7 separate regions of the Mus musculus genome follow, and all the other regions are linked to region 7. Evidence: chromatin contacts called from public HiChIP or PLAC-seq and promoter capture Hi-C data. All regions are on one chromosome and are shown on one strand. Each heading gives the region's core, a stretch centred on a gene start, on an enhancer-like site or on the middle of the called end of the contact. The rest is flanking DNA. Distances are from core to core; before and after follow the strand shown. Region 1 overlaps Gm15997 (predicted gene 15997). Region 2 holds the start of Medag (mesenteric estrogen dependent adipogenesis). Region 3 has its middle 5.1 kb from the start of 2210417A02Rik. Region 4 holds the start of Tex26 (testis expressed 26). Region 5 has its middle 11 kb from the start of 4930505K14Rik. Region 6 has its middle 5.4 kb from the start of Gm35704. Region 7 holds the start of Hmgb1 (high mobility group box 1).

Evidence for each region. Promoter capture Hi-C pulls out the DNA fragments that hold promoters and counts their contacts. HiChIP or PLAC-seq counts read pairs in DNA pulled down with a chosen protein or histone mark. Capture Hi-C pulls out chosen DNA fragments and counts their contacts.
Region 1: an H3K4me3 HiChIP or PLAC-seq map of embryonic forebrain shows a contact between it and region 7, with 6 times the contacts expected there. The contact joins the enhancer-like site here to the promoter of Hmgb1 in region 7. A contact is called at or near these places in 4 of 39 promoter capture datasets (the SN4741 cell line, cranial neural crest, embryonic stem cells and 1 more), 4 of 484 Hi-C or Micro-C datasets (embryonic fibroblasts, nephron progenitors, stem cell-derived neural stem cells and 1 more) and 9 of 115 datasets of contacts at active chromatin or transcription factors (craniofacial prominence, embryonic basal ganglia, embryonic forebrain and 6 more).
Region 2: a contact with region 7 is called in a promoter capture Hi-C map of adipose tissue. The contact joins the promoter of Medag here to the promoter of Hmgb1 in region 7. A contact is called at or near these places in 8 of 39 promoter capture datasets (the 3T3-L1 cell line, 3T3-L1-derived adipocytes, the HPC-7 cell line and 5 more), 6 of 484 Hi-C or Micro-C datasets (differentiating embryonic stem cells, double positive thymocytes, embryonic fibroblasts and 1 more), 9 of 115 datasets of contacts at active chromatin or transcription factors (the SCID.adh cell line, craniofacial prominence, embryonic basal ganglia and 5 more) and 2 of 9 other capture datasets (adipose tissue and embryonic stem cells).
Region 3: a promoter capture Hi-C map of liver shows a contact between it and region 7, with 7 times the contacts expected there. The contact joins the enhancer-like site here to the promoter of Hmgb1 in region 7. A contact is called at or near these places in 6 of 39 promoter capture datasets (embryonic stem cells, hippocampal neurons, liver and 2 more).
Region 4: a contact with region 7 is called in an H3K4me3 HiChIP or PLAC-seq map of forebrain, with 6 times the contacts expected there. The contact joins the promoter of Tex26 here to the promoter of Hmgb1 in region 7. A contact is called at or near these places in 8 of 39 promoter capture datasets (the 3T3-L1 cell line, the HPC-7 cell line, cranial neural crest and 4 more), 1 of 15 datasets of contacts at CTCF or cohesin (the NIH/3T3 cell line), 1 of 484 Hi-C or Micro-C datasets (embryonic fibroblasts), 11 of 115 datasets of contacts at active chromatin or transcription factors (the SCID.adh cell line, craniofacial prominence, embryonic basal ganglia and 8 more) and 1 of 9 other capture datasets (adipose tissue).
Region 5: a promoter capture Hi-C map of liver shows a contact between it and region 7, with 2.0 times the contacts expected there. The contact joins the enhancer-like site here to the promoter of Hmgb1 in region 7. A contact is called at or near these places in 8 of 39 promoter capture datasets (3T3-L1-derived adipocytes, the C10 cell line, the HPC-7 cell line and 4 more), 1 of 115 datasets of contacts at active chromatin or transcription factors (pancreatic cancer cells) and 1 of 9 other capture datasets (adipose tissue).
Region 6: a contact with region 7 is called in an H3K4me3 HiChIP or PLAC-seq map of craniofacial prominence, with 4 times the contacts expected there. The contact joins the enhancer-like site here to the promoter of Hmgb1 in region 7. A contact is called at or near these places in 15 of 39 promoter capture datasets (the 3T3-L1 cell line, 3T3-L1-derived adipocytes, the C10 cell line and 12 more), 1 of 15 datasets of contacts at CTCF or cohesin (embryonic stem cells), 8 of 484 Hi-C or Micro-C datasets (the G1E-ER4 cell line, bone marrow-derived macrophages, embryonic fibroblasts and 4 more), 21 of 115 datasets of contacts at active chromatin or transcription factors (the 230-238 cell line, the SCID.adh cell line, a beta-TC-6 cell line and 16 more) and 3 of 9 other capture datasets (adipose tissue, macrophages and pancreatic islet).

The regions. Positions count from the first base shown.
Region 1 is chr5:149,502,308-149,505,007 of GRCm38.p6, reverse strand. Gm15997 (predicted gene 15997) reads left to right here. Exons shown (of 5, transcript NR_045423.1): 2 at 1,303-1,485. It also overlaps a transcript of Wdr95 not described here. Among named protein-coding and RNA genes, the nearest start is that of Wdr95, 25 kb to the left of the region's middle. Within about 2 kb of position 1,392, at least 25 of the 459 cell types and tissues checked have an H3K27ac peak or open chromatin away from gene starts, as enhancers often do. A contact at or near this core is called in embryonic basal ganglia, embryonic forebrain and forebrain, where this site is marked.
Region 2 is chr5:149,410,312-149,413,019 of GRCm38.p6, reverse strand. Medag (mesenteric estrogen dependent adipogenesis) reads right to left here and starts at 1,271. Exons shown (of 5, transcript NM_027519.4): 1 at 765-1,271. The coding sequence starts at 1,042.
Region 3 is chr5:148,745,572-148,748,271 of GRCm38.p6, reverse strand. No RefSeq gene overlaps it. Among named protein-coding and RNA genes, the nearest start is that of 2210417A02Rik, 5.1 kb to the right of the region's middle. Within about 2 kb of position 1,296, at least 23 of the 459 cell types and tissues checked have an H3K27ac peak or open chromatin away from gene starts, as enhancers often do. A contact at or near this core is called in embryonic stem cells and liver, where this site is marked.
Region 4 is chr5:149,438,303-149,441,002 of GRCm38.p6, reverse strand. Tex26 (testis expressed 26) reads right to left here and starts at 1,343. Exons shown (of 7, transcript NM_029464.2): 1 at 1,216-1,343. The coding sequence starts at 1,276.
Region 5 is chr5:148,788,072-148,790,771 of GRCm38.p6, reverse strand. No RefSeq gene overlaps it. Among named protein-coding and RNA genes, the nearest start is that of 4930505K14Rik, 11 kb to the right of the region's middle. Within about 2 kb of position 1,326, at least 76 of the 459 cell types and tissues checked have an H3K27ac peak or open chromatin away from gene starts, as enhancers often do. A contact at or near this core is called in liver and pancreatic cancer cells, where this site is marked.
Region 6 is chr5:149,352,052-149,354,751 of GRCm38.p6, reverse strand. No RefSeq gene overlaps it. Among named protein-coding and RNA genes, the nearest start is that of Gm35704, 5.4 kb to the right of the region's middle. RefSeq lists an enhancer at 385-2,593. Within about 2 kb of position 1,396, at least 153 of the 459 cell types and tissues checked have an H3K27ac peak or open chromatin away from gene starts, as enhancers often do. A contact at or near this core is called in the G1E-ER4 cell line, the SN4741 cell line, craniofacial prominence and 7 more, where this site is marked.
Region 7 is chr5:149,051,632-149,054,331 of GRCm38.p6, reverse strand. It overlaps Hmgb1 (high mobility group box 1), which reads left to right and starts at 1,275. Exons shown (of 5, transcript NM_010439.4): 1 at 1,275-1,432.

The DNA of each region.
Region 1 (2,700 bases), core at 143-2,642, 450 kb before region 7:
CCGTGGCCCTTCCTTGGTTCCGGAAGTCTTTTCTACAAGACAGCATCCTCTAAGCTCTCGGCATGAAGCCACACAAAGTGTACCTCTGTTTACACACATGGGCTCTAATGCTTTAAGACTCCAACGCTGGCCTCACACTGCAAATGTGTGTGCTTGTGTGACCCCAGGCACGGAGCTGCATCTCTTCACACCACGACTGCTCACTTTTTGCTTGCGTACTTACCCAGTTCCAACGATTACTTTGTTGTACTGTGGCATGCTGACAATGTCTGTCACCCAGCGGGACTTCCGGCTGGTGGACTTGCCCTACAGAATTGAGAGGTGAAAATAAACAAATGTATATGCCTTTAAAAACCTATATTTATTTAATTTAAACTTATTTCATTTTTACTGAAAAGAGTCTACTTTTGTCTCACGTGCATGAGTGTTGGTCTGCATGTATATATGTACGGGCACTACATGCGTGTTTGGGGGGCTCAGATGCCAGAAGAGGGCATCTGGTCCCCTCAGAGATACAAATGGTTGTGAGCCACCATGTGGGTGCTGGGAATGGAACTCAGGTCCTCCAGAGGAGCTGTCAGTGCTCTTAACCACAGAGTCATCTCTCCAACCCCCATAGTTTTCTTTAATTGATTTTTTCTTTCAAGGGGAGGAACTTGGTACATTAGAAGAGCTAATTCAATGCTCTCCCCTAGAAGGGGCTGAGAAGTTTAGTTGTAACTTCTAGTTCTAAGCTCCCTGGGGGCAGAGCCTGCACGTTCTGTCCTCGTTCTGTCTTCAGCACCCAGCACAGAGCCTGTTTTACCACAGGAGCTCAAATGTTTGTTGAATGAGATGGGTAGGGGGTGGGCAGAAACGGGCTGGACATTCTTTCTCCTAATAACACTTCCCAAATGCATGCTGGCTTCTGAGTTTCTGATTAGTGATTCTGATGGAAAACCTTAGCAGAACCGCCTCCCGGACACAACCATGGAGGGGGTGGGGATCCCGTTCCATCTGTCATTCAGTAAGACACATGATAAATTACATGACTGAAGAAGCCTGCGTAATTCATCACTTCATCTGAATTTAGAAGCGAAAAAGAAGCATTTATCTCGGGCTCCTCGTGGGGCTTGCATTTTATTCACATCCCCTAGACTCGCAGAATCTGCCGCGGATATATTATATTCAAGGGCACAATTTATGTAATCACGCCACTTAAGGAGCAGTTTAAAATAGCAAATAAAATCAAACCGTGGCACTCAGCATCCTTATCAAATGAAAATCACATACAAAAATCGGCTTCTTTCTTTTCAACTTCAGCTGCAGGGACCAGAAATAAATAGTTCCGTCTTCTCGGAGGGTGATTAAGGTGTCATCGGGCAGAGGGAGAATGCGCAGCACGGGTCTCCCATATGTCAGCCTCTGCTGAATGGCAGGCAGCAGGAGAGAGGCCTCCGCTTGCCGAGCTGCCGCCTTGGCTTGCTCCGAGTACTCCAGCTGCAGGTATGTGCAGAAACTGTCCTGGAGAGCAAGGGACAACTGGTCAGGCCCTCTGTCATTTTGGTTTTCAGAAATTCTCTTCACCAGGGAATGTATAAAACTCTTCTTTCGGGCATTACTAGAATTATTAGCACACACTTGGGGAGCTGTTACTGCAGGGTACTCTCAGCTGGGCCTGGTGCTCTGTTGCCAGCTGTCTGCCTTTCTTCCTATGTCTTCCCTCTTCCTCTAAAGGTGGTCTGGGAGTGAAGTGGGCACCTCAACAATGGTGGCAGTTGTTTCTAGCCATGTACCATGCCTGACCCTCACGATGTGGGCCTTCACCTCAATTCTCACCAGGATTATAATTTAATCTCATTTTATAAATCAAAAGTCTCAACCGTGGAAGAGCACAGTGACTCACTTAAGAACAATGCTTGCTCATTATCTTCTGGTCCCAGGCACTGTGGGAGCCACAGGTTACCGTGTAGACACGCCTAAGTCTGCACAAGAGCTACACCACACAAATAATCAAAAAACTGGCACAGAAATGGCATCAAGAAACCTCAGTCACTGCCGGGTGGTGGCGGTGGTGCACGCCCTTAACCCCAGCACTCGGGAGGCAGAGGCAGGTGGATCTCTGAGTTCAACGCCAGCTTGGACTACAGAGTGAGTTCCAGGACAGCCAGGGCTACACAGAGAAACCCTGTCTCAGAACAAGAAAGGCCTGAAGAAGATGCAGGCCAGCAATGCAAACGGAGTGAGCATACCACAGAGGCCATCAAGGCCCTGGTGAAGCCTAAGGCCGTCAAGCCCAAGATGCCAAAGGGCCCCAGTCGCAAACCCAGCTGGCTCACTTTCATCACTCACCCCAAGCTTGGGAAGTGGATTCAAAGCTATATGGTAAGGGCCATAGGCTCTACCAACCAAAGTCCAAGGTTCATAGCACGGCAGAGGCTTTAGCTTCAGCTCAGGTTCTCAGTGTGCCCAGAACCCTGTAAAGGCCCTATAGAAAAAGGGTTCTACCTGCCAATGTAAAGAGAGATGGACTGGTGTGGTGGGCATACCTCACACTATTTTCAGATGACCAGCATCCTATGCTGTTTTTACTAATACACTTGAGGCAAGATCTGTTTAAGAAAACAAAACCAACCAACCAACTAAACAACCAACTAACTAACCAACCAACCAACCAACCAACCAACCAACTAATCAACCAACCAGCTTACCAACCAACCA
Region 2 (2,708 bases), core at 22-2,521, 360 kb before region 7:
GGCCGGCTGCGGATCGCTCAGACTCCAGACTCACTTGGTTCTGGGGCACTGAGCACCCTATTATACATGGATGAGGGCCATGTACCCTATTCCTTCAAGGTGACCCGGTAATGCTGAGATCAAAGTTGGCTTCCACATCCTTGCCAGCTTCAAGCCTACCAATGGACGTCTGAGTCCTCTTGGCCACGACAGCTCCTGAGGACCACTGGATAAAGGCCAGGGTCTCACAGTGCTCTGCAAAAAACCACGAAGCTATCTTTGCCCTTATTTCTGCCCAAGCTGTCTATTCACCCAAGAGCCAACACGGGGTCTGGGGTTCTGGGGGCCCTTTTTCTTCTTCACTATAGTTGCTTGGTTTAAGAAACACCGAGAGAGCAATTACTCTGGGAAAATGAACTATCTGCATGCTCCAGCTGCATAAAGTTATTCTCGCTCATAACTAAAGCTAGGTGCGAGGATCCGCATCCAAGACATCTCCTGAGGGTTGTGCCTGCACACTGAGCTCATCCGACCTAGTTTAAGGGCAGAATGGAAAAAACTTGCCACCAGCTTGTTGGGTGGGACTGAGTGTGCTTCCCACCCGATCCTCCCTACATTCTCAGCAAAACGCCCTAGTTACCTGCTTGGGGGCTGGGGGGAGGAGGGTTCGGGCTGTAGGGTGGCAGGTAGGTTATCTCCATCTCCAGTCCCCAGTCTACCAGAGACAGGGCAGCAGCCAGATAGAGGATTTGCTCCAGGCTAGAGCACACGGTGTGGCCACCTACCTCTTGATGTAGCTGCTGAGGCGATAGAGCTGCCCTTCTAGGCGCACAAGGCCGTCCCCGAAGACGTTGAAGCCCCCACGTGCGGCCGCGGGTTCCCCGGGCCCGGGCACCAGGAGCTGCTCACCGCGCAGTTGGAAGGCACCAGGCTGTAGGCGGAGCAGCTGCGACAGGGGCAGCAGGGCCAGCTCGCAGTCGCACGTCCACAGACTGCGCAGCTCCCCGGATGAAATGGAGGTCAGGCTGGGTCTGGCCACAGGCTCGCACGCTGCAGTGGCCATACTCAGGCTGTGGCTCTGTCCCCTTCCTACCCTGAGGGTCGCTAAGTGGGAGGAGTAAATCTGTGGTCTGTCCCGAGCTACCTTGGGCTGCGTGCAAGTAGTAAGTAGCTCAGGAGCCCTCTTGTCACCTTGAAGGTTGCCCACCCTTGTGGAGCGCTGCAGGCAGGACACTGAGAAAGCGGTCCCCGCGCTGCGCAGCCCCTTTTATCAGGCACCAGGCACGCCCCTCCGGCCCCCAGGCAGGACCCCAGATGCTCCTCCGCTCCGGCAGAGCAATCAGTGTTTCATAACTTGGCATGCTCCCACCTCGCCTGCTCACAGCCAAGACTAACTTAGTCATCCCACTCGGGTCAGACACTCAGCCCCCGCGCGGGGCCCTCCCTGCCTGGTCCACACTGCATGGTGCAGCATCCTCCCCACGACAGATGCCCAGGCCTGGCTCAGCGCCGATTAATCCCTCAGGTACCACAAAGCGTTCCTGACCACTTCTCCACCTGGGGCCCAGGGGCTGTCAGCTTAGGCTGGGAGTTGCTGCATCCGTATCTACATCCCCCATTCTATGCCTCATCTGTCTGCAGCTCACTCCACCTCCACCTAGATGACCCAGCTTTTCCTTCTCTCAGCACTTCCTGGAGCGGGTTCCCACCCAGCATCCTTCCATGAAGGCCTGCCACTTTCCCAAAAGGTTTTCCTGCATCCCCTGTGCACTCCAGACCTTGACCCTCTTGCTTTTCGCTGCCCGGTGGCCCCTTGACAGCTTTGTGCTTGGATTCAAGCGGGAAGTCCCCTAGCAGGCCTTCCCAGCCCTAGTCCCAGAATCTGTTAATTTGCTCAGTTTATAAATATTTGAGTGCTCTGGCTACGTGCTCACACGTCTCCTGAGGGATGAAAAGACTATTCCTTTCAATTTAATTAAATGACTATTTCCAGCCTATCTAGTAGAAGATGAAGAATAAGCTAAATCCTGAGAATGTGGGTGGATAACCACAACCCCTGTTATCATCCAACTTGTAGTCTAACAGAGGAGCAGGCATGTGTTCCAGCAATTACATTGACTGAGTCTCTGCTCTCGGTAAGCTGGCATGAGACTCCAGGCAGCGCCGAGAGGTAAAATTTAGAGTCTATCTTCAGTTTGTCTCTGAGAGCCTCCATAGAGCCTGGGTTTAATTGATTCAAACAGAAGCATTTCTGCTACATTTCACTTTTGCCATTTACTTTTGAAGGTTTTAAGTTATTTTTATTTGTGTGTGTGTGTGTGTGTGTGTGTGTGTGTGTGTGTGTATGAGTGTTTGCATGTATGTATGCACACCTCATAACCACCGAACCATCATCTCTCCAGCACCCTCACCCCAGGTGTTGTAGAATTTTTATTCTGCTTGCTTCATTTGATGGTAAGAAGCACGTTGTGTTTCAAACAGCACTGCCTTGGTAAACTATTTCAAACCACTAAGCTATTTTCCATCAAAGGAATGCACTCTTCTTTGTCTAGACTTTCCTTTACTGCAACATTAAAATCACTTTGTTTTCTCTTACTATGGTAACACACCATTACACTTTCCATCTTTTCTGCACTCCCTCCCCTCTCAGAAATGGAGTTGCTGGGATAAGTGACAGGAGACAATGCAAGGCTTATGCTTATAGTTAAGAGGTGACAGCCTGAAGATCT
Region 3 (2,700 bases), core at 47-2,546, 310 kb after region 7:
AGCAAGGCTAGCCCCGCCCCTTTCTCCTCCCATGATTCAGTGTTCACAAACCGCCTCTGGACAGTCGCATTGGCCTTTGTTCCGTGTGCACACTTAGACACTCACCATTGCTGCTGCTGCCAGCACCAACCATTCAACCTCCTCAAGACATGCTAGGGTGGTGGTTCTCAACCTATGGGTCGACCCCCCGCCCCCCAGGGTTTGAATGACCCTTTTACCGGGGTTGCCTAAGACCATCAGAAAACAGATATTTACATTGTAATTGTTAACAGAAGCAAAAGTACTGTAATGAAATCGGAACAAAAATAATGTTATGCTTGGGGGTTACTACAACCAGAAGAGCTGGATTAAAGGGTCACAGCATTAGGAAGGTTGAGGACCACAGCTCTAGGGGAGGAGAGTCTGGGGTGCAGCAGGCTACCAACCACTCTACCCCAGGGAAGATGGCACCCTGCCCCTTGGGTGGTGCAGCAGCGAGGAGGAGACCCACACCGACAGGAAAGAGTGTGTAGGGGCCTTTTCCACTTGCTCTGTGTGGGAGGGGTAGCCATTATTTACCCCAGCCTGGGGCTCCCCCTCTGGCTTCCTGTTTTCCTATTTGAATAAAAACATAACCTTTTCTTAAAAAAAATAAATAAATAAAATAAAAAATAAAAATCCTATTATATATTTTGTGAATGTGCGTGTGTGCTGTGATACACACATGGAGACCAGGGAACAACTGGTGAGAGTCTTTTCTCTCCCTTCTGTCACATTCATTCTGACAAATGAACTCTGGGCGTCAGGCTTGGCAGCAAGTGCCTTTCTTCACCCACTGAGCTATTCCAATGCTCCCTAAACTGTTTTCCTAAAACAGAGCTGTGACTTTATATCAAGGATGTTCGTCTCTTAGTGCTAGGACCTTGGCCAGAACCTAGGCAAGAGGAAAGAAAGAAATATCTACTCCTCTATGTTAACCTGTCTCTTGTGATGATTTCTGTTGGGGTACAAACCCAGTTACCCTAAAACTTCACTGTAGGAGCCAGGGAAAAGTGCCCCCCCAAATATCCCTTTCTCTTCCTCCTCCTCCTCCTCCTCCTCCTCCTTTTTACTTTTTGACACAAGGTTATCTCTGTGTAGCCCTGGCTGTCCAGAAACTCACTCTTCAGACCAGGCTTGTCCTTGAACTCACAGATATCTGCCTGCCTCTGCCTCCCAAGTGCTGGGATAAAAGGCAGAGCCACTATTGTGGGAAGCAGTGCGGCTGCAAGGACCAAGTTGTTTACTGCCTTGCCTGAGCATGCGCAGTGAGGCTGCATGTGTGGGCTGCCTGCCAGGCTGGACTGTTCCTCGTGATCCAGACCTGTCAGCCAATCTGTGAACGACCTGAGCCTGTGCCTGGAGCATGTGTGAATTCTGATTGGATGAGGTGGGGTGGAGCTAGATGAGGTCAGTCTACTCCAGTAGAAGAAGGAGTATAGTTTTAGCCGAAGCGTGAGTAGAAGTAGTAGTAAGAGAAGATGTTGTTGCCTGGAGTTAGGAATATAGCCTTGCTCTAAGTAGAAGGAGTTTAGCCCCTTGCTGCGAGAAGGACGGAGGAAGAGGAGGCTGCTGGGGAAAAGAGCTGTAAAAGAAAAAGCCACAAGTAAAGACTTTGATGTGTGAACCCGCCTTGGTGTCCGAGTCGTTCCTGTTCCTGCCTCTGGCTCGAAGGACCGGGACACACCATGCCAGGCTTTTCTGCCATATTTTGAGCTGGGTATTCTGAGGAGCTCTGAGACATGCTCTGTAAAAGGAATTTGCACCCATAAAGAAGCCATACTCCTGAAGTATAGAGGCAGATGGCTCTAGACAACGCTATCATTTGAAAGACACCAGTCTGTGTAAGGAGACACTTCTGCTCTTCCAGTTCCTGAAACTGAGCCTCTATTTCTCCCTGGAACTCTATAGAAGCTTTAGGTATCCGATCCTTCCCAAAGTTTGTGTTTGCAGGAGGAAGAACTCTGGTGTCTATTTGCGTCATCAAATATGGCCTTTTCCCTATAATCTGTCTTATCAATCTATCAGTTTAACTCATAGCTTGCTGAAGACTCTATGTGTGGAAGAAAGCCGTTTTGTTGTAGTTGTTTCCCTGGTTTTCAAGTAATGAACCTAAGATGGATGGAAGAAAATGATATTTTCCCATCTCACATTCTTAAACATTTATAGGCAACTCTAATTTATTTTCTTTCTTAGTACTTGGTATCAACTCGGCACGCCTGAGAAGAGGAAACCTCAGGTGAGGACTTGCCTCTATCAGATTGGCCTGTCGCCCTGGCTGTGGGGCATTTTCTTGATTACTAATCAGTGGAGGAGAGTACAGCCCACTGTGGGCGGTTCCATCCCTAGGCAGGTGGGCCTGGACTTATAAGTATGAAAACACAAGGCAGAAAGCAAGTAAGCTAGCAAGCACCCTTGCTCCCATGTTCTGCTCCAGTTCCAGCCTTGAGCTCATTAAAGCCCTGGCTCCCTTGATGATAGACTGTAGTCAGAGAGACGATAGAAACCATTTCTTCTCCCTAGTTGCTTTAGGTCAGGGTTTGATCACAGAAGTAGAAAGCTACCTAGAACAATACCCGAAGAAGACGAGTGAACCTTTCTTAAATTCACAGTTCCCAGAGCCTTGCCACCTGCACCCTAATGCTGAGCTCTACCCTCAGACCTTGGGGACATTTGAGACAG
Region 4 (2,700 bases), core at 94-2,593, 390 kb before region 7:
AGGAAGGTGATTTTTGTCCACACTGAGGCACAGGGGCCTCTGGGCCATGCATGGAAACTGCCTGATCAAGAGCGGGATAGTTCAGTCTGAACATTTGGCATTGGGTACTGAGTGTAGACAGTAGAGTCCCTGGCAGTTTGTGCAGCACCGGAAGTCCTGGGGTACGTGATCAATTCCGTAAGAGGAGGAATCCTAACTCTTATCTGTTCCAGACAAGGAAGGAGACTACTGGCCTAGGAAAATACCTGACAGACAGAGTGTTTAGAAAAAGGGAAATGGAAATTAAGGAGTGCCCTTGGGGATCCTGGGAGCTTTTCCCTCCTCCATCTCCTGACCTCGCCGTCCTATAGAATCTGAAAACATTTAACATTTTTTTTAACTGAATACGCTCCTTCCCGCCCTCCCCCCTCACACACACACTCCAGCTTTCCACTCTTCGTTTACAGAGAACTAGATTGGAATGTAAACACCCACTTCATTGTTCTCTTAGGAGCATCATTCTAAAGAATCCTCACAGCCCCTTAGCCAGCTCGGCTAGACGGCTGCAGCCGGCCATTATTGCTCCGAAGGGATGGATACGCTGACTGTGCACTCAGTAATAATGCTACTCGAGTCGCAACTAACAGCCAGGGGAGGTGATGTCTCTTCACCAACGCAAAACGCTGAGCTGGTAAACCCGCTGCCGCCGCCGCAAGCAGAACCACAGAGCAAGGCTCTCCATCTGTCACCTGGCAGAGCGCCTTTGAAAAGGGCTCAGCTCCCAGCCCAGTCTGCAGACAGAGCAGCCCTGGCCGGCTGATCCCGCCCCTCCCCTCCCTCCCGCCCCACTGAATTTGCTGTTTGCGACTTAAAGAACCAGCCAGACTCCTTCTCTCCCTCCATTACGTCCCCAGTTCTGTTCATTTGTCTTCGGCTCTGTTGTCCTTGGAAGGACACTAGCTGTGGCTTTATCATGTCTCCTCAGGGGTTTCCTTAAGTATTTAAAGGGACACCCCAGAGTTTTAGAGAGGGGAGTATAAAGGGCTGGACAGGAGTGTGATTTTGGACAGCTGATCTTTCTCCCTGACTCACTTGCGCCTCCCTGCCATCTCTAAAAGCGAGGCAAACCTCTCACGATTGATGCCCTTGGGGAAAAAAAAACTGCCTTATTTAAAACAACTCCACCGCACACACAGCACACCACGCCCCGCAGACCCGCAGCGTGGGCAGTCTTACTTGACTGGAGCTTGGGGTCACATTGAGCAGGGCACGAAACCTTGTTCCTATACCGGGCCATCTTGTCCCAAAAGGTCGCCTTCCCGCCCTGACAAGGCAGTAGTACTCCGCTCTGCGCCCCACCCTCTGCGCGTGCCTTTGTGAAGCGTCGCTATGGAGACGCCTCAGTCTCCGCCCCTGGACCCAGAGGGTGAGCGCATCACGCTGATTCCTGACTTTCATGGAGTGCCCTAATCCAATAGTTCTCAACCTATGGACTACGACTCCTTGGGGGTGGGGGGTGTCGAACGAACTTTTCACAGGGGTCACCTAAGACCATCAGGAAACACAGATGTTACCATTATACATTACAATTCATAACCGTAGCAACATTACAGTTATGAAGTAGCCACCAAACAATTTGTAGTTGGGGGGGGGGTCACCACCACATGAGGAACTATATTAAAGGGTCGCAGCATTAGGAAGGTGGAGAGACACTGCTCTGGTCCTTGCAATACTATGCCATTGTTTTATGTATTGGCAAATACGAGCAAACTGGAAAAGGCTGGAAAAAAAAAGTTTATTTTAGCCTGGTATACTGGTGCTCACCGGTGATCCGAGAACTCAGGAGGCTAAGGCAGGAGCCCAACCCTGGAAAGAGATGCCTTGTCTCAAAATATTAAATACCCCGAATATTAAAAACCCAGAAGCAGACAGACAGACGCCCAACCGCAAATTTGTGTCCATTCATAATTTTCAATGTAAGCAAAATTGGGCAAGGTTGGCATGGAAATCTGTAGGACACAGCGACTACACTCAAGGATGAGAAAGATGTGGTATAAGGGAAAGGTAAAAGTTTCGGCATCAGGTCTGTGTGAGGTCAACCCAGAGCATCCTAAGCTAGTGTCTAGTTACTTCAGGGAAACATTGGGCACAGGCTAATTACGGAGAGTCCAGAGGGATAATGGATGCAGCAGGGTCATCCTCCACTACATAGTTTGTCCAGGGGCAGCCTGGGTTACACCAGACCTTATTTTTAATAAATACAAAAAATCCCAAACTATATTCCTAGTACCAATCATAGGATGCCACTTTGTTACTGTACACTGGCCGGCTGATCCTACCCACTTATACATGTTAGAGTGTGGCTTTTAATTTTTTTCCACTTGTGATCACACTGTGCCTGAGAAATTTTTATGCCAGCTAGAGTATATAAGGTATATAAGACAAATACACAGGTCACATGTTTATTGATAATGAACCATGAGGAGCTTTATTTTAAAAAGCAATTCATTGCTGTGCATACAATTTTACCATCTATGAAAGATATGAAGCAAATTTGCATATTAATGAGACGTCATATTATTGAGGTTGCATATTAATGAGATGACCTGTTTATCTTACATAAATAATTAAATCTCGGCTGAATAGGAGATGCTGAATATGAGACCATCTTCGGGGCTTTTCAGAATCCATCAATATTTTGGTTCCTATAATCACCAGTAC
Region 5 (2,700 bases), core at 77-2,576, 260 kb after region 7:
TGTAGCCCCAGATAGCCTGGAACTCAATATATAGCTCAGGCTGGCCTTGAACTCATGGAGACCCCTGCCTCTGCCTCCAGAGTGCTGGGACTGAAGGCGAGCCCCACCACACTCGGTCATTTACTGTGGTGGGTCATTGGCCCAGGGAGTGGCACTATTAGGAGGTGTGGCCTCGTTGGAGGAAGTGTGTCACTGTGTGGGGGTGAACTTGGAGATCCCCCTCCTAGCTGCCCGGAAGGGAGTCGTCTGCTGCTTGTCCTTAGAACAAGATGTAGAACTCTCAGCTCCGCCTGCACCATGCCTGCCTGGATGCTGCCATGTTCCTGCCTTGATGATAATGTACTGAACCTCTGAACCTGTAAGCCAGCCTCAATCAAATGGTGTCCCTTACAAAAGTCATGGTCTCTCTCTCTTCATAGTAACAAAACCCTAATGAAGATGCCTGACATGTTCATTTATTTGTGATTTCTTGGCTCTTTATCCTTATAGCCCCCTAATATAAGTGTATATAGATTATGATCATTTCTTTTCGTTGTTCTAAAATGACATTTGGCTTGGTTTTGATACTATCTGACCTCTCCACCTTTTTGCAGTTAGCTCACTGTTCAGTTTGCAACTACATCTTTCCCCCGGTTCCCATGTGGGCCACCATTCCTCGGTCCTAGCAAATGTTACCTTGAAAAAAAAAAAAACTTCTTATCTTATGTAGACGGGTGCTTTGCCTGCACACACATGTCTATGCACTGTATGTGTGCATGCAATGCCTGTGGAGGCCAGGGGAGGGCCTTAGACCTCCTGGAACTGGAATTACAGTGGCTGTGAGCCACCATGTGGGTGCTCTTCTGGAAGAGCAGTCAGTGCTCTTAACCGCTGAGCCATCTTCTCCAGACTCAAATGTCATCTTGCTTTTGAGCAGTCATGTCTCTTACCTCGGGAAGTCTGAGCTGACATCCTGGGGACTCTACTGAGGATGGCTGACCCTCTTCCCATTCCTTTATGCTCGGTACTCTGGTGGGGCCCTGTTTTTTATTATTCCCACAGAGGAAAGAGCATGAGGCAGCTCGATTTCCAGGGCAGCTCCCTAGTCATGGAAGGTGGAATTAGCCCTGGGACCTCGATCTCCTCTTCTGGCCCACGGGTCTTCCAGGGCTTCCGCTGGGCTCATTTTCCTCCTGGGCTAACCCTAGGGGCCTGTAACAACTGAACTCCATTTGTCAGCTTGCTATGCTGAGGTAAGCCTGCCTTCCCGGGGAATCATTACCAGATGGAACCTGAGGGAGGGAGCGAGGCCAGGTATTTCCCCACGTCATGGAACACGAGGCCCTGGTGACTCAGTGAGGTCAGGGAGCTAGTGGTGGTAGCAGCCACAGTTGGCAGGTGGCAGCCTGGAGGGAGGGGGAACATTAATGATTGCCTCCCTCCCTCCCTCCTTCCCTCCCTTCCTCCCTTCCAGCCCGCCTCATTTCTGTCAGGCCTGTGATTTCATCATGCACACCTTTGTAAACAATCCATTTAGCAACCAAATTATACACTGGGTAATTACAGCTTCCAGCCTCAGTGTCAGGGGTTCCCGGCTCACAATCTGCTTTTGGTACTATTGCAGGCTGGGATGGGGGGAGGTGGGGGAGGAGGGGTTTGTTGAAGTTTTAAGGAGACAGGAGGGAGAGCTGGGGCATGGGGGTTGCCCTGCCTTGCCTTATGTTAATTGATTCTTGTGTGTGGGGGGTCTTAGTTTGACACTTCTGGAATTGAGTTTGGATTGTTGATTAGATTGCTATTGGAGGCCAGGTTGGAGAAGTTGGCTGGGAGGAAGAGGCAGTCCGGTTACGGTTATGGGTCAGTCCTCTGCTGCGGAGGAGGGAGTCTCACATCACAGCACCTTGCCAGCCTTGTCTCTCTGGAGGTTGCTTTGCTCTGTATCAGCGCCTAAGCTTTGACCCAGAAAAGCAGCCAAGGAAGGAGCTGTGGGGTGGGCAGGCTAACGGGAGGGGACCTGGCCTCCGCTGAAGGCTAGCTCTTCCATTTAAAGGGAACTGTGGTGACGGCAGTGAAGAGTGTGGAGTGTGCAACTCATGCTGAGCGTGTGCTCATGGTTCTGCGTTCGAGTCCCGGCACCCAATGGATGATGACGTAACAGAGTCGTCCAGAGATTTGCCCATACACAGTGGCCCCAGTGAAAATTGAATAGAGGCAGGGGAGGGTTGCAAACACGGTAACCATGGTGTGTCTGAAGAGAGTTGGGCTAGCTCCATGTGTGTGGGAAAGGGTGTGTTTCCGGGTTGATACACAGTGTTTCTGATAGTGGTGGTAGGGCTTGTGGCCTTACACTGCCCGAGAGGTTTCATTGACGAAGTGTCCATGGGAACCCTCAGCCATTCTAGCATTCTGCTTTCCCACGCGGAGCATGCATGTGTAGCCCGCAGTTCGAAGCTGGGGTTCCCTATGCAGACACATGGTCTCTCTGAGGCAAAGTACCATGGATTAACACAAGTGTAGTATGAAACAGTAACTTTGGAGGGAAATGAGACTCAAGTGCTTCGGGCCGCACCTGCCTGTCCCAGAAGGCTTTGCATCTTGTCTTACGTCACCTTCCCCAGTCTTGCCCCTCTAGCCGGATGCTTCTTGGTTCAGGAAGAGGACAGAGAGGCTGGGCTATGGTGGCGCTCTATGGGAAAGGACAGGAGACTTACAAAAGCACCA
Region 6 (2,700 bases), core at 147-2,646, 300 kb before region 7:
TTTTATGACTGCGGGTCACCCCAACATGATGAACTGTATTAAAGGACTGCAGAGTTGGGAAGACTGAGAACCACTCCTCCAGAGAGTTGCCAGTTACCATGGCAAAGGAAAAGGATATGGATAGGCAAGGCACTGGTGGTTAACGTGCACACACAGAGGGAACAGTCACCTTCCTTCCTCACAGGCCGCCTGGCTATGACCAACTAAACAATAAGATTGTGAACCACTGCAGGCCTGGGATCATGGGAGCACACACTCTAACACATCTCTCATGTTTGGTTGTACCAACAATCCAGCTTTAGACTGTCAGGGATTCCCCAGGGCCAGGGACCTCCCCAATGCTAGGGGCTCCTCAATGCCAGGAAGTTAGGGACCCTCAATGGTAGCCCTCATACCAAAGTGCCACCTTTCTAGGGATTACCTACTGTCTTAGGTGCACAAAACATCAGGACCAAGAAGTAAGTTGGGGAGGAAAGGGTTTATTCAGCTTACACTTCCACACTGCTGTTCATCCCCAAAGGAACTCAAGCAGGTCAGGAAGCAGGAGCTGATGCAGAGGCCATGGAGGGATGGCACTTACTGGCTTACTTCCCCTGGCTTTCTCAGCTTGCTCACTTATAGAACCAAGACTACCAGCCCAGGGATGGCACCACCCACCATGGGTCCTCCCACCTTGATCACTAGTTGAGAAAATGCCTTACAGCTGGATCTCATGGAGGCATTTCCTCACCTGAGGCTCCTTTCTCTGTGGTAACTCCAGCTGTGTCAAGTTGACACACAAAACCAGCCAGTACACCTACCAACAAGGACTACTCGTAAAGATTCCCCTAATATAAAGAGCTCCATGTACCAAGACTCTCTTAACATAAAAGCCCCAGTTGGAGATCCTTCCAGTGCAAAGGCCATTCTCCAAACCCCCTGTTTTTGGGCTTCTGGGGGCTACTGGTGCTGGACACTGAGACAAGCACTCTGGCTGCTTGCATATCTTTTCCATGGGGGTCCCCTCCCTCTACAGAGCTCCCTACATTTCTAAAACCGGTAGCAAAGAATAGCCTGAATCCTAAAGACCTCCCAGAGCCCACGGTTGACACAGGCCTCTAGGACAGAACACAAAAGCTGCCCAGGGACTCCGACTGGTGAGAGCCCTTGGCTTCCTGGGGGGACCCCTCTGACCCACAGCTCCCACCGGTGGAGGCTGGCATTTAGTCCTGTTGGGCTAGTATAGACTACTTGGCCCAGGACTGACCCGGAGGGTCCCTGGAACCAAAAGGCAGCTGTTGTTTAAAAATCAACACGGAGAGGAAATGAAAAACACCCGCCCAGGCCTCCCAGGGCCAAGAGACTGATGGCTGCTGGATGAGGCGGTTTCTGGAAGAGGCATGACTAATGGCCCTACTGAAAGTGCCCTGGCCAAGTGCCAGCAGCTCCCGTCAACGCCTTGTCTCTGCAGCAGTCAGGTGTGGCTGGGAGACAAAGGGGCCGTCTGTGTGCTGGCGGGTCTTGGACCCAGTGGCTTTTTGAGTCAGGCAATGGTGTCACAGGAGCCCCTGGAGGGGCTGGGGGCGGGGTTTGGATAGAAAGAGGGCCTGGAGGGGTACTGCCTGCCAAGGTTCGCTCACACCTCGCCACCAGGAGAGGCAAAGCCATCTGCCATCTAGCCACCCAGTGGAACAAAAGAGCAAGCACCCTGTCCCCTCCCGCCCCACCACACCTTTCAAGTCTCCAGTGCCTGGGACCTTCCCTGAAGCATCCTTTCAGGGAAGTCCTGCTAGCTGGGCCCTGCCACGTCTGGTGCCTGTGTCTTGTTTGGTATACGCCCTCCGACAACTGCTATAACCAACTACGAATTACAATCCACGGATAAAGAAACTGAGGTTCAGCTAAGGCTGTGAATCTGCCCCAAACCATCCCTGCTCCCATCACTAGAACTATTCCCAACAGAACCAAACTAAATACAAAGTCCCTCCACTAATGGGCGTTCCCAGCCGTAGAGGCTCGCACCAGCTGGCCCATGATAGCTGTGAATGCCGCTCAACCTTATTTACAAATGTCAAGGACCATGTTGCAATGTCAAAAGGATGGGTACCCCTGCTAGACTAGTCCAGGATCCCGGTGAGCCAGCTCTCCCCACAAAACTTAAAAGAAAACCCAATAATGAGAAAGAACGTTTTTATGCAAGTCAAAAGTAATGCAAAAAAACCCACAATCAGAGAAGACTAGAAAAAGAAAGGGCCCAGCCTTGTATTTACACAATCGGAGAGTACGCCCTCCCTCACCTCATTTCCAGTGGGGAAGGTACCATAGCTCTAGATTCATCTCCACTGCCATTCACCATCACCAAAACATTGTCACTGCCACGGGGGATGGGGAGAGACAGTCCCTGTGTCCCTCCCCAGACACTTGAGTTATAGCAAGATCTGTCCCCATGTACCTTGTCCACCCCACCAAGGTCCCCTCTGGGTGACACCTCTCTTTCTCTGTGCTACTGTCTGCCGGGACCTCTGTACATGAAGAAACATAGTTGACCTTCAACAGATTCAAGTAACTATTTTTACAGACTCTCGGCCCTGGCGTGCACAAGAACCTGACCAGGTATCAGTCTAGAGTCCCTTTGTTAATTACTTTCCACTACTGTGACAAAATACCCAAGGGAAACAAGTTGAAAAGGAAGAAAGGTTTGTTTGGGCACACACTACTGGA
Region 7 (2,700 bases), core at 26-2,525:
TCTTAGTTGAGAAGTGTATAGGAGCCAGGATTTTAAAAAAAAAAAATGGGGGACATTTGTTTTGAAGTGAAGAGAGGTGCTGTGCTCACCAGAAAGAAAGAGCTGTTAGATTCATCAAAGATTGATGGAAGCCTGTGGCCTTTAGAGCCAGCCTGGCTATTTTTCTCTGCATACCTAAGAATGATCAGCCAACTTGAAGAGCAGGAAAAAGCATGGCCTGTGGGTTTGGGCCCAAGCACTCTCCGACTGCTTCTAATCCCTCAGGTAACAGTAGCCCTAAATGTCTGGTAACCCTAGAGCAGGTACATGTATGCACTAAGTGGTGTGATCGGAGGCAAGATAGCAATCACAAAGATTCATTTGATTCTAACAGTAATCCACACCGAGTCACAGAAAACAGCGTCTGTGTGTGTGTGTGTGTGTGTGTGTGTGTGTGTATGTGTGTGTATGGGGGTGGGGCAATGAGGTCTTTAAAGAACTTGCTAATTCTAGCTGGGCCCCCCCCCAAACATTTTCTGAGAACAGCCAGTATCAAACCCCAGTGGCTGTGCATTAATTCCCTGGTATAAGGCTTTGGTGTCCGGGAAGTTCAAAACAGTGCTTTGTGTCTCACCAAAAGGAAAAAAAAAAAAAAAGTTCGAGAAGTACTGGGGGAAACCCGAGCAAACCCAGAAGAAGGGGTGCAACTGGACGCCTGCTGGCGGGTGCAGACTAGGCTTCTGGGCAGGGTGGGCACGTTAGGCGGGCAGTCCCGGGGAGGGGTGTCTTGTGGTGGGCTGCAGCAGCACGGCCGTCCCGGAGCCCGCAGAGGCCCCCGTGTTTGGGCCACAGGCCCCCCCGAGCAGTCACCCCACTCGGGGAGGCATCCCCAAGCACGGGCCGCACATCCCAACGGCTCGGGGCGGGAGCGTGGAGCGGGAGGGGGGGCGGGCCTGCGGGGAGGCGCCCGGGCCTGGGGACGCAGCCGTGGCTGCGGCGGAGCCGGGCCCTGGCCGCGCGCGCCGCGGCTCGGGCGTGGGGCTGGCTCGGGGCAGGCGCAGGCACAGAGACACCATAGAGCTCCGCTTTCCCGTAGCAGCTGCTGCCTCTGCCGCTGCCTCTCCCGCCTCAGCCTCTCGGCCCGGCACACACACACACATTCAGATTTGCGCGCTGTTTCAATCCTCGGTGACGTGTCCTCGCAGACAGCCAATGGCGCGCGGGCTCTGGTCAGGACAATGGGAGGGAACGGGCCAATGAACGGGCCTGGTGAGTTGGCGGTAGCCAATAGGAGGCGCGCTGGCTGGAGAGTAATGTTACAGAGCGGAGAGAGTGAGGAGGCTGCGTCTGGCTCCCGCTCTCACAGCCATTGCAGTACATTGAGCTCCATAGAGACAGCGCCGGGGCAAGCGCGAGCCGGACGGGCACTGGGCGACTCTGTGCCTCGCGGAGGGTGAGTGCGGGGCGGCGCGGCGGCGGGGAGAGCGCCTCGGGTAGCCTGGTCGCCTGCGCGGCGGCCGGATCCCCGCGGCCCGGAGCCGGCGGGTCAGGCTCCACACAAAGGCAAATGAGGGGGGACCGTGGGGGGAACTGCGCACGGAGCGAGGCTCCGCCGGCCGCTGCCGCGAACGCTGCCCCGCGCCGTGCCGCGCCGAGCGGAGCCGAGCCGAGTCGCGGGGCCTCAGGCGGCCGCCACTTCACACCCGCGGCGCCGTCCGCGCTTCACTGGCGCAAAAAAAAAAAAATTTTTTTTTTGTTTTGTGTCTGCCTGTGTGTGTGTTCGTGTTCCGGATTATTTAAAAAAAATTTTTTTTCCCCAAAACGTGTTTGTGGCCCCCAGGGCCGAGCGTTTCGGGCAGGCGGCGTGCGCGGAGCGAGCGAGCCGGCGGGCAGCGGCGCTTCCCCGCTGTATGGGCGGCCGCGGCGGGGAGCGCGGGGCGGCGGGCGGGGCGCCGCTGCGGGCGAGGGCGGCCGCGGGTGGGCCGGGGGCGGCCGTGCGGGGCGGCTCGGGCCGGGTGAGGCGGCGGGCGAGCGGGGCGGCCGTGTGGGGGGGAGCGGCGCCGCTGCGCTCGCTGGAACATGGCTGACTCGGCCGGGCGCTGCTGGCTGGAGAGAAAACAAGGCGGGCGGGCGGGCGGGGGAAGCTGGGCGCAGCAGTTCTGAGGCAACTTTTTTTTTTCCCCCCCTCTCTCCTCTCGCTCCCCTCTCTTCCTCTCCTCTCTCTCTCTCTCAGTCTCTCTCTCTCCCCGGCCCCGCGTTCTCCGTGCGGGGGCGGCGGGGCGCGCGGAGGGAGACGGCGCGGGGGCCGCGGGGGGAGGGGAGCCGCGCGCCCCCCGCCCCTCCCCCGCCGCCATGGCGAGTGCGCCAGCGCCCCGCCCGCCCGCCGCGCGCCTCGGTCTCCTCGCACACTCACACACACATACACACACACACACACTCACACGCGCGCACACACAAAGGGAAGGAGCCATATTCTCGCTCGCGCTCGCCCTCGCGGCGGCGGCGCAGGCGGGGAAGACGCGCAGCGGCCATTCCGTGCGCCCGGCCCTGGCGGCCGCGGGCGGAGCCAGCCCCCATTTCGAGCGGCGGGGCTTCTTCTCTCCTTGCTCCGGGGCCCGACAAAATGGGGGCGGCGGCGGCGCGAGCCTGCGTGCGGCCTTCCGGGCGCACGTGGCGGCCTCGGGCCCGCCCGGAGCCGCAGCCCCCCTCAACCTCGGGCCA